Regions from separate parts of the Danio rerio genome. Here region 2 is linked to region 1. A link is a contact called in public Micro-C data. All regions are on one chromosome and are shown on one strand. The core of a region is the stretch at or near the end of the contact, and the rest is flanking DNA. Distances in the headings are between cores, read along the strand shown. Region 1 overlaps ldlrad4b (low density lipoprotein receptor class A domain containing 4b). Region 2 overlaps ptk2ab (protein tyrosine kinase 2ab).

Region 1 (6,599 bases), core at 3,891-6,390:
TCAGCGTTGTGACGTCTATCAGCGATTGACAATGCATGAAGGCATCATCCATCAACCGAACCCTACCAGGTATGCTCACACATACAAGGAATTTGTTTTTGGGACAGAGCTTCTACTGCCCAACAAAATGACAGAGAAAGGACAAAAAAACAGATCATAAATATAATAAAAAAATGGGAGTAAATAGTGATATACAAATTATCACTATAAATAAAATATAAAATAAATAAAAAAAAAATATTACTATATTCAACGTTATATGTGCAGCTGTTATTTGCAAATTGGCATGTAAAGTATATTGCTATTTTATGTTTTTTTTTTGAGCAACCTAACCAACACTCTATGATCAACTCCAAGACCTACATGTTGTAGAGAGTACATACAGTAACCTCTAAACATCCCCTGCTTTGCTGTTGTTGTCTTTTTTAAGTAACAAATGATGTATGTTTAATTTCCTGCTGTCTGTCTGGTTCTAAACTGCGCAAATGTACTGAAAATCATCCCTCGGGTGAGAAGAGACACCCACACATGCCAGCCCTGCCTTCATCAGCTCACTGCACTGCTGCAAGTTATTTTGGATTAGACACAAAGAAGACCTTTCCAGAAGTAAACACACACACACACACATACGCACACACACACGTGCACACACGCACGCACACACACGCACGCACACACACACACGCACACACACGCGCACACACACACGAAAACACACACACGCACACACACACGCGCACACACCACTTGAGACTTTTAGGCCCTGCTGTTTTCTTCTTTTGCAAGATAAAAGCTCACCCGAATAAGATGTAGCAAACAAGGCTTGGAGATGACACAGCAGGTGAAAAATTCATCTACTCACTATTAGATATTGATGTTTTATTTCATGGCTTGGACTAGGAGTGCATGTAAGAAAGACTTCATAATTTAATATGATTTCAGGCTTCATTTGCTTGTTTTTTAAAAAGATCAGATGTTTTTCAGCTCAAGGACATTTAAAACGTTTTCCACAGTTACTTAATCTCGTTCCTCTATTACACACAATAAAGATTTGTAGTTTTAATATTTGTCATTTTAACGATTCCTTTTCTGCTGCCGATTTCCAAAAATATAAAGCTTATTTCTGTTTCTTGTTTTCATGCCACATCAAATTTGCTATTTGTTTTTTAATTTTTTTTTGTCATGCTGTTTTTATTTAAAGCACTTGTCACAATATCATATTTTCAAAGTATCATATATAACTATGCTTATAAGACAACAATTCACTAAAATGAGGAATAATTTATTGTTTGCCTTTTTGAAAGTTTTGATTTTAGATGGCAATGTAGCCAAAGTGGCGATGTCACTCTGAAAAGAGACACTATTCACCTATGCACATTGAGTCTTGTAGTCCGCCACTGTTGTTTTAGTAGTCAAGTTGCTAATAGATTAAACATGTAATACAACGGTACCCAATATGTCGATCGCAAACGTAGCGTGGGTAGATTGCATTTCATTAAAATAGACGTCAGCCTATCATCCATCCTCACTGAAATGTATCGCTTGAATCGACATACACCAGTTTGATATCTGACTATTTCTTATAATAATTTTTTAGGGGTTTTTCACCTTTATTATTAAAGGACAGTAGATATTTCAGACAGGAAAGCATTGGGAGCAGAGAGAGGGGAAGGATCAACAAAGGACCTCGTTCCGGGAATCAAACTAAGGTCGCTGTGAGCACCTCGTTGCTTCATGTTGGCGCACAGTACCACTAGGCTGCTGGCGCTGACATATCTGACTATTACTGAGGCCTGGGTAACCACGCATGTATATAGCAGCTATAGTTTGTAGCACTTAGCGAAGTTGGCCCATTTAAGTCCAAATATCATTCCACCATGACTGATGATCATTTGGTAGTGTGCTTGATGCTGGCTATCAGCAGCTACTGTCTGGATTTGTAGTCCGCCACTGTTGTTTTGGTTGTCAAGTTGCTTATAGATTAAATATGTAATACAGGGGTGCCCAACACGTTGATCCCAAAAGGTAGTGTGGGTAGACCGCATGACATTAAAAAATAGACGACAGCCAATAATTCATCCTCACTGAAATTTGTCGTTTAATTGACATACAAGGCAGCCAGTCTGATATCTGCCCATTTTTGATGCATGGGTAACCACGCATGTGCGTAAAACCAGGTCAACTTTGCTAAGTGCTGCAAAACTATTGTGGCTATACAGTTTTGCAGCACTTAGCGAAGTTGGCACAGTCCAAAAATAATTCCACAATGACTGATGATCATAATGATATAATCATAATATATAAAATAAAAAATATAAAATAGATAAAAATATAAAACAATATAATCATAATGATCATGATGTTACTGTGCTTGAGGCTGGCTATCAGCAGCTACTGTCTGAACTATGCTTCCCTGGTTGATTCCATTCAGTGCAAGTCATCAGAGTAAGGTAATGATAAAAATATGTAAACAGAGTTGTAGGCTACGGCACAATATGGGTTCATACAGTTATGCAAGGTACATTAATATATATATTGTACAAATACAGAATTCTTAATACGTTTATAAATAAATATATCTTTTACATTTTTTTATTAGGTATATCATTTTGACTTGGTCATTTTATAATTAGCTGACATGCTGATAAAGGTGTGGGCACCCCTGATGAAATACATGTGCAAGTTTTATTGTCGTTTAGGTCTATTTTTGTACTTTTGTAATTAGTGTAGAAAGAGATCATAATGGTATCATTTCAAAAAACTCCTCTTTGTAGCCAGTTTTCAAAAGGCTTACAATAAAACACGATTATTTTATTATATTAATTTTTTTTAAATACTCTTCATTTGTTCACCCTCAAGTGGTTCCATTTTTTCCCTCATAGAACACAGAAGATATTTTTAAGAACATTGAAAACTGGAAGTCATTGACTTTCATAGTGGAAAAAAAAAATGAAAATCAGCAGCTCCCGCATTCTTCTTTTGTGTAAAAAACAAAAATCCATCAGTTTGTAGTGAGTGAGTACGACGATCACTTTATTAAACAAAAAAGAGACTAAGCTTAGTAGCAGCAGCCATGCTTTTAACAAAGTTGTAATACACCATTTTGAAATTTTTGGGGGAAGTTTGTGAAAGTATTGAACGAAGATTGTTCCTTGAGATAGTGTTTGGATCTTACCGGCTGCAGAGAGAGATCCTGACTCTGTGCTTGACTCGGCCGGCTCAGGAATGACCACGTGGTGAGTTTGTAGTGGTTGAGCAGACACACGACCACCACCACCATCACAGTCATCACGACGATTATGATCACGATCTGCACAAACTCCAGTTCAGCTGCAACACAGAACAAACAGAAGAGCTCAGAACAGCAATTATGAACAGTTTCATCTCATTTTGCCCAAAAGATGGCAGCAGAGTCAAATCAACACCCATGACGACTATAGTTTCCCAAACTGGTGATATCATCTGGCCAAAAAAAAAAAAAAAAAAAAAAACAGAAAAGAAAAAAAAGAAAAGGTGAGAGCCATTTTGGTTTGACATAGAAAACAGGAAGAAAATAGAAGAGTTCAATGAAGGCTTCTAGTAAAACAGTGTTTATGTAAGATTAACTGTGTTAAGTTCAGAAACTGGATAATGAATATGTTGTCATGTTTGTCATTTGTTTTGCTAGTCTTTTTTTATCAATTAATAATCACTATACATTATATTTAGCTGGTAACAAGTTGTTACAGAATAAATATTTAGCATTCAAAATTAACAAAATTACTTATTTTACTGACTGCTTCTCATTTGAATTTTCATATGGCTTCAGGTGACTTGAAATATTTAAGGCCATATGAAATACATTTTAATTTTTCCCCTCCAAATTCAGTTTATTAATTTATTATTACTACCCCCTCCCCTCCCCCCACAGATTTGTGTACATTCTTCTGGATTTAATCCAGGTAAATATATTGTAGTTATCAACAAACATGGTAGAATTATTGTGCAATTATCTCCTAAACATACATTATTATTATCATTATTATTATCATCATCATCATTATTAATAATTATTATTATTAGTAAAAGAAGAAGAGGAAGAGGAAGAAGAAGAAGAAGAAGAAGAAGAACAACAACAACAACAACAACAATAATAATAATAATAATAATAATAATAATAATTAATATTGATAATACTAGCAATAAAATTACCAATAATAATTATAATTATTACTTTTTTAAATGTACATTTTACTGGAAAAATTTACATTTTTGTCACTGGTTTACAACAACCTGTCAAAATAAAAGTTTTCTTTAATTGAATAAAGATACAACATGCCATTTAAAGTTATTTTACTTTTTCCTCTTTCTAACTTAAATCTCTATGACAAACTAAATATTTTTAAATAATTTAAAAAAGCATGTTCATAAAACTTACCACAAAATTAACAAAACTATCATTTTTATGAGCCAATTATAAAAAAAGTTCTCTCAAAATTCATTTCCCCTCAAAGTTCCTCAGAGAAGAAATCATACAGGTTTGAAGCCATATGAAAGTATTTAAATGATGGCAATTTCTGGGTTAACTAAAATTCTCCTTTTATGTTCCATGTAAAAACGAACTACATACAGTTTTGGAACTACAGTGCTTCGGATATATAAGTACACCCCTCATAAATTTATCTTTTGAATAAATATCTTTAACAGAATGCGCTACAATTTTATATTTGTGCATATACATTAGATTAGTCAGTACTGAAGCCAAATCTGGAGTTCTGTTTTGTTTAAATGCACCAAAATACATTGCCTATTCACTGAGAAATGGATAAAAATATTCATTTTTAAAAAAATAGGCTGTACTCATTTATGCTGAGCACAGTAAATCTTCAGTTAAAAAAAAAAAAACTAAGTTTCTGTCATTAAATAACCAGAAGAGCTTCACAGCAAAAAGTGCAGAGGGTAAACAGCTTGATGGATGAAGAACACCCTGCTGGACTCTTTCAGTCGAGACCAACACTGGAGCTGCTCGGCTCTTCAGAAAACAGCCTTGCTAAAGCTCATCCAGTGGAGTAAAGCGAGCGCGGAATGAAAGAGTGAGCCGTGGCCTGCAGTGCAGTACTGCGGGATACTGGCTCTCACACTTCAAAAGAAACAAACACTTCTCTCCTTATTTAGGCCAGAAGAGGGAGAGTGAGCAGAGACAGAGAAACAGACACAGACAGGCAAGACAGACAAAGGAAGTGACAATCAGACAGGAGGAAGATAAGACGGAGAGAACGAGACTCAGATTGGTGAAACTGGTAAGAGCAAATCAGACTACAAACACAGAGCTGGCGGACTGGAACTGAATCAATACTGTACAAAAAAAAAATTTCACAAAAGGTTGAGACGCTTCTCTGACTTTAGATCAAAAATAAGGGCAGGTTTTTTTTGTACTGTGGGGATTTGAAAACTTTTGATCCATTTAAATTCTATAAAACCTCATTTAAACTGGGAATAAAGTACTCAGGGATGTTGGGAAAATGTAAAACAAACACATGTTGTGATGCTAAATTAATACAGATATTTAGAATTTAGCAGAGGTTCTAGGCCACTAATTGGATATGCATATTTTTGACTGACCTTTCCAACTTGTTTGTTAAAAAAAGAATTTAATTTGCTTTACAATTATCTTTTAATTAGAAACATGCACAGTAACAGCAATTTTTTTAAGTAAATGCATGGCTTTTGGTGCTCTGACATGAGCTCAAACATGCTCAGATGAAGAGGTTTTGCAGACTTTTGCAGTTTTGAGAGTAACATACCAATATAAAAAGAAACTCAGAGTCAGAACACCTTAAAAATGACAGAAAGCACACTAGATAGTAAGTTTAAGATGAGCAAGCGCTCAGCACTTCTGGGGAAAAAAAAGTTAAATAAAAAAAAAAACATTATATGGAAAAAAATGAATCCTTACAATGCAAAATCAGCTTCAATGAAACAACTAAACAAAACATAAAATGAGAAAAATGTGCAAGCAGAATCATTTTATCATATGGACTCGAGGCTTCTAGACCTCGTTGTGCTTAATATGCTCAGATTAGCTTTACAGACTTCAACTCATGCACCTTTTAAAAATAACCACCCAGAACACCTTGGCAACAACATGTAGTACATCTTAACAATCACATAGAACACCCAAACAAGACTGCGAAAGAAAAAGAATACATAATGGTTTCTAGCTGGATTAAGCTGTTAGTAGACAATTTCAGATCAGCAACATGTCTGCAATTAGTGATTAAACTGGTTGTTGGAGCATGGTAGCTCGTTAACCAAGTAATGACCTGCTTAGATAAGTTAATGACCAGCTAGAAACCAGCCACCATGTAAATCTTACATTTGTGATTACAGTTGGTTTTTGTGCAACGTTATCTCATGGCAATTCGTAACTTTTTGATTTAGTGGCTAATTCATATGATCTAATTCATATAATTTTCATGACTGAACTTGTATGAATTTATATGAGTTAGCCATTAAACTGAAAAAACGTAAAATAGTTACATGTCCTCGTCACATCAGACTGGCTGCTCCCATTATGAACACATGGTGACCAGAATGAACTTTATCATCATTTGAAGGTC
Region 2 (6,561 bases), core at 3,137-5,636, 140 kb after region 1:
TACAAATCTCTACACAAAAATATATATTTTTATATATTTAAAGAAAGGAATTTACCAAATGTATCATAGAACATTATTTTTACTTAACTAATACAAATTGACAAAAATTTACTCATACAAAGTAATTTTGCCTATTCCCACAAATACACAACTCCAGGGTGTAGTATAGTATAGTATAATTATATGTATGTATGTATATATATGTATATATGTATGTATGTATGTATGTATGTATGTATGTATGTATGTATGTATATATATATATATATATATATATATATATATATACATACATATATATACATACATATACATATATATATATATATATATATATATATATATATATATATATATATATATATATATATATATATATATATATATATATATATATACATATATATATATATATATATATACACATACATATATATACATACATACACACATATATATATATATATATATATATATATATATATATATATATATATATATATATATATATATATATATATATATATGTATGTATGTATATATGTCAAGAAATCTTGCCAAAAATAAATTTGACATAGAACTTCCTTTTAAAATCTCTAATAAATAACTTTTTTTAAAGAAAAAAGCCTTGAAAAATGAAGACTATATTAAATCCCAATGATAAGCTTGGATTTAAGCACTGTAATACCTGACCATGAAGTCACAGACTGACTCAAACCAGTCCAGCATCCTCTGACAGACTGACCGCTTTCACCATCATTACTCAAGTCTAACGCTGACCTTTACTGGCATTTTACACTTCATACGGATCTCTCTGTTCAAAGAAAGTGACCAATATTCAGCACTTTTACCTCTACAGTCTGACTGTTTAAACTACTGAGCCTGATGGCAAACATAATGATTAATTCCTCGATTTGTTTGGACAAGAAAATCTTTTAGCGATTGCTGACAAAACATTCTGGGGAAACAGACAATGGACTTTGTAGAGCCTAGGCATTCTGTGCGTCAAACCCATGTCACTACATAACATTTCCTAATTCTTGCTTCAGTCATCACTAGAACACTGAGTTATTTTTCTGGGGAAGGTACAGTGTTTATTTATCTATTGTATTAAAAAAGCTGTTCGGCAATCATAAACGTGGTTCTATTTTTTTAAATCCACACTGACTTTCAGATTACACCATCAATCCACCAATCATGGATTCTAGCTAATTTCTTTATCAAACATGACATTATATTGACTAAACCTCAAACACCTTCAGCATCAGTTAAGGCTGTAATAAATGACATTGAGAGCGCAAACATTTACATGGTTTCCTGGATACAGATGTGCTACAATTTAAATCACTGCCAAATGTATGAGGGTACAGAGGGAACTATCTTTCACTACATATCAGAGTGTGCAATATGAACAAAAAAGATGATATTTTAGGGACATTTACTTATTTAATTACTTACTTTTTTGTTAATTTATTTACTTCTGTATTATTTTATTTACTTATATATTAATTTGTTTACTTACTACACTGTTAAATATGTTGGGTTACACAATCCATTTGTTAAACAAAATAAAAAAAAACAAAAAAAACGCAAAGGTAATTTTTTCAGCGTAGTTATTAACTTACTTATTTGCTCGCTTACTATATTAGGCTGGTAAATTTTAGGCTGTAAACTTGAATGTTTTTGGAATGACTACAATAAATACAATAAATATGACACAAAAATATAGAAGACGCGTACATGAATTAACATGCAATCTTCTCCCCTAAAACAAAACATACTGTATATGAAGCTGACAAAGCAGATATTTAACATGGATAACCTAATCGTAATATAATTTCCATATTTATATTCTGGTTTGTGATTAAGGCTCAATCCAAATTTTTTTTTTTTTTTTAATGGGATAGCACTACAATACCCACACGCATCATCATATGCCATCGCAAGCTCTTACTATATACGAGATGACGACTGCAACTGCTGTGTTTATCCAGTGGCATTATTTTCTAGTATTTATCTGCAAGAAATCACCGGAGGCAATGATATTTTGTTATCATAACTATATAATGTGGCAATAAGTTCGTAACTGAACTGTGTATTTACATCGTGGCCATCTTCTTCAATGTAAACACAAGAAAAAATATCAATATAATAGCAGACACTGTAAAAAGGTCATTCCCAACCACTACACTTTTCTGACAGGGTATTCCAGTGTCATCGAGAGACAGATGTGATAGTATGTTCTTTGTGGGACTAGTATACAGGAGTTATTATTACGGATTATCGAAATGTAGCATTTAAAAAAAAAAATTATTATCAAAACCTGAACACTGTTGTGAATTTAATAAAACACATGCTTGCTTGTTTTATTAATATTAATTATTAATAAAACCAAAAAAATACTAATTTGTGCCTCTCTTGACCCACAAGTGCAGACATGTTGCCGTTGTAGATAGTTTATTCTGGAAAATTTTCATATCTCTTGGTTACGAGTGTGGTCCTAAAAAATTCCCCTTAGCATCTTCAAGCTAAAGAGAATTGGGACACCCCTACCCATTCACAAAAAAGAACAAAATGAGGGGTGTAGGGATAAGGGGAAGGGCTAAGGGTAAGAATTGGGATTGGGCCAAACTGTGAAGTGTTTAAATAATTAGTTCACCCCAAAAATGGAAATTCTGTCATTAATTAGTCACCCTTATGTTGTATGGTGTTACAATGCCCCGAGACCTTCGTTCATTATGATATTAATAGATTAATTTTATTAATTTTAGATTTTCAATTAAATTTGAGAGCTCTCTCATCCTCCATTGACAGTGACAGTCCGTTCAAAGCCCAAAAAGAAACAAAAAACTTTGTTAAAACAATCCAAGTGACTTCAGTGGTTCAACTGTAATCATACAAAGCTCTAAGAACCAAATAAATTAATTGCAAATGCGAATTTGTTCACTTATATCTCCTCCACTGTGTCAGATCAAGGTTCACATTTTTGTACTACATACTGTAAATGTTCCAGGAACTTCATAAGATTAATGTTGAGCCACTAAAATCACAAGTAACGCTTTGCTAATGGTTTTGACTCCTTTTCTGGGCATCAAACTTCCCAGGACTGGTACTGTCTATGGACAGCGCATAGAATCACCAAGAGGCGACACTTCAGTGCAAATCGGGAAACAGCCACTAGTTGGCGCAGCGGCTATTTTGGAATGAAAACTCAAATAAAACAACAGCATATAAGTCTGTAAAATAAACTATTTAAAGTGCTGATGATTGTGATAGTAAGTGTTGTATTGTCGTCGTTCAGTTTGTATCTCAGCTTTAACGTGCTTTTTGAATAAATAAATGGAAAACAAAGCAGCTGCTTGCCATCACCACATCAATAAGATCCAATGGACAGCCGATTTCTTTCACTCCAAAATGGCGGAATCCGGGGCTGTTGCTGGGCGCTGCTGTTGCAATGGAACGTTCTATTGAGTGTCGCTTCTTGGTCATTCTAAGTTCTTTGCTATGGAGGAAGAGAGAGCTCTCTGATTTCATTAAAAAATATTATTATGTGTTGTGAAAATGAACAAAGATCTCTAAATTAAATTCTGTTATGAATTATGTCATTCCAAATGCTAAAGTTTTCTTTAAATAAAATATTATATTTTCTTACGTGAAAAATATTTTGCCAAAACTTGAATTTTGATATTTAAACATTAAAAACAAACAAAAAATAAATAAGACTAATTTAGAAATGAACACATGACCGAGTTAATGGTATTAACTGAAAAATACTCTTTTCCAAAATAAATCAAATAAATTTCAAATGTAATTAACTATTTGTTAAACCCTTAAAATTAAATAATATCACACTTCACCTCACATTCATATGCTGGTATTTGTGATAACGGCACTCTTGCTTGAGCGGTATTACTTACATAATATTAAAAAAATATATGTAAAGATATTTATTTTCTTGGATTGTATTACAGGGTCATTCTACCCGCATTCTAACAGGCTTCATCAAACAGTGAATTCTTTTAAATTTTCGTTTTTTCAAAGTGTTATATGATAACAAAAACTCACACAATCTTAAAACAACATATAACTTATATTATTAACATTATTAACACTATACATACGTTTACAATGTCACTTAACTATAACCTAACATGGAATTAATGTAGAAACTCAAGTTGCATTGCTGCATTAAAAAGCGTCTCTGGGATATTTGTGTTTAACTTAAGCTCATGGAAATATGTTGCGCTGTCAAATTTGTTTTTGTAACAACTTGGATGTTTTTGCTGAAGGCAGAAAAGATTCCTCGGATTATTAGGGAATCAGGTGTTTGACAGTCAGCTCTTTTTTTCCTCCTCTCCATAAGCATTTACGGGAACTGGTGGCATGTGTGGACAAGAACTGACATTTGGGAACGTAATACTATTGCATGAAGAAGGATGCAGAGTCTGTGTGTGTAAGTTTGTGTGTGTGTGTGTGTGTGTGTGTGTATTTCTGCAAAGATTAATGGGAGATAAACATCCGAGGATGTGTAATAATGAAAGAAGGAGAGTATGATTTTTCTCATAGCTGCTATCTAAACTATGAAATCGGGTCCAGACAGGAAGTGTCATAGACAGGCAGAGGGTGAGTCAAAGATTAGCCAGATTTAATTTACTCTAAAAGGTTATTCACAAAGTTCAAACTTGCACACACAGTTCAAACATTTGAGGGCTTTTTTAATGTTTTAGAAAATAGCTTTAAAAAGGTTGCAGTTATTTGATGTATAAATACTGCAAAACATCAGTGCAAACTCTTATTATCATAATAATAATTAATATTTCCTTACATTTATATATCACTTTTTTGGACACTTAAAGCACTTTACAGGGTGCCTTTTTGGGGGGTGGGGGTCTCTTCATCCACCACCAATGTGCTGCATCCACCTGGATGACACGACAACAGCCATATTGCACCAGACCACACACCACACACCTGCTGATTGGTGGAGAGGAGACAGAGTGATGAAGCCAATTATGATATGGGGATGGTTAGGAGGCCATGATGGACAAGAATATGAGGCAAGTGGGCAAATTTGGCATCTTTTTCGAAGGATATCCTGGGATTTTTGATGACCACAGAGAGTCAGGACCTCGGTTTAACATCTCGTCTGAAAGACAGCACTCACTGAGCTGAATAGAGTCCCCTTCACTATAATTGGGCATAATAATGGGACCCACATAGAGCGCCCCCTGCAGGTCCTACTAACACAGCTTCAGGCAGCAACCTAGCTTTCCCATATGGTTTTCCATCCAGGTACTGACTGGGCACAGCCCTGCTTAGGTTCAGTGGGTGACTATGTAAGAGTTGCAGAGAGCTAGCTGCCGGCAAATGACCAGTTTTATTACCAGTAATAATAGCTAATGTCCATTTTGCATCATGTTATAAAATGTAATTTATGCATGGCTCATTTTTTAATTAGTTCAGTCTTAAGCTTCACGTGATCCTTCAAAACTCATTCAATTATGCTAATCTGGTGCCTTTTTATGAAGTTTTTAATTCTTCTGTGGACAGTGTGATAAGGGATTTTACATTATTAAAAATTTAAACTGTGATAAGATTAAAAGGTTTATTGATTTATTCAAGGGCTGCACGATATTGGAAAGAACTGACATTGCAATGTTTTGTTTTTCTGCAATATAAATTGCAATATAAATATAACTTCACGAGATGACTTCAATAGCTTCATTTGGAAGGAATTCACTATTTTATATTGATTGGGATGATTTCGTAGAGCAAATAATCTGCATAAGCAAAAAAACAGTGTTTTCTGGAGAGTCTAACGGTATTCATTTTTTTAGGCTTAGTCCCTTTATTAATCTAGGGTTGCCACAGCGGAATGAAATGCCAGCTTTTCCAGGATATGTTTTATGCAGCGGATGCCGTTCTAGCTGCAACCTATCACTGGGAAACACCCATACACACTCATTTATACACTATTACCCAATTCACCTGTACCGCATGTCTGTGGACTTGTGGGGGAAACCGGAGCACCAGAAGGAAACCCACACCCACACGGGGAGAACATGCAAACTCTACACATATATGCCAAATGACCCAGCCGAGGCTCGAACCAGCGACATTCCTGCTGTAAGGTGATCGTGCTACTCACTGTGCCACCGAAAATAAAGAAAATAATTGATCAAATGTAAATAAATTACACTGCGCATAGTTTTCATTGTATAAAAATAACTACAATTAGTCCTTGATAAAACCTACAAATATTATACATTCTTATACACAAATGGTTTAATTACACTTGAAATCACACAGTGATAAGCCTCATAAACAAGCAAATAAAAAGCTTTCAATCTATTAAGGTTAAACTTCACAATGGCTTCACAATGTGGTTCCTGGTCAACTATAATCCTCACTCAAATTTCCTAATGGATGACTAATCTAAAACTGAACTTAAACTGAAATGACTTTGCAGATCCTGTAATGTGACTATTGGGGATTTCCATGTTGCGATATCGATGCTGAAATGATATATTGTGCCGGCATAATTTAATCCATATAAGCTAA

Evidence for each region. Hi-C and Micro-C count contacts between places; a contact is called where the count stands out from the background.
Region 2: a contact with region 1 is called in a Micro-C map of caudal fin, with 6 times the contacts expected there. The contact joins two enhancer-like sites. A contact is called at or near these places in 2 of 18 Hi-C or Micro-C datasets (caudal fin and an unstated tissue).

What each region holds. Positions count from the first base shown.
Region 1 is chr16:33,852,816-33,859,414 of GRCz12tu, forward strand. ldlrad4b (low density lipoprotein receptor class A domain containing 4b) reads right to left here. Exons shown (of 4, transcript NM_001326526.1): 2 at 3,176-3,330. Among named protein-coding and RNA genes, the nearest start is that of ldlrad4b, 20 kb to the right of the region's middle. Within about 2 kb of position 5,141, at least 8 of the 62 cell types and tissues checked have an H3K27ac peak or open chromatin away from gene starts, as enhancers often do. A contact at or near this core is called in caudal fin, where this site is marked.
Region 2 is chr16:33,997,140-34,003,700 of GRCz12tu, forward strand. All of the region lies in intron 22 of ptk2ab (protein tyrosine kinase 2ab), which reads right to left. Among named protein-coding and RNA genes, the nearest start is that of ptk2ab, 91 kb to the right of the region's middle. Within about 2 kb of position 4,387, at least 2 of the 62 cell types and tissues checked have an H3K27ac peak or open chromatin away from gene starts, as enhancers often do. A contact at or near this core is called in caudal fin, where this site is marked.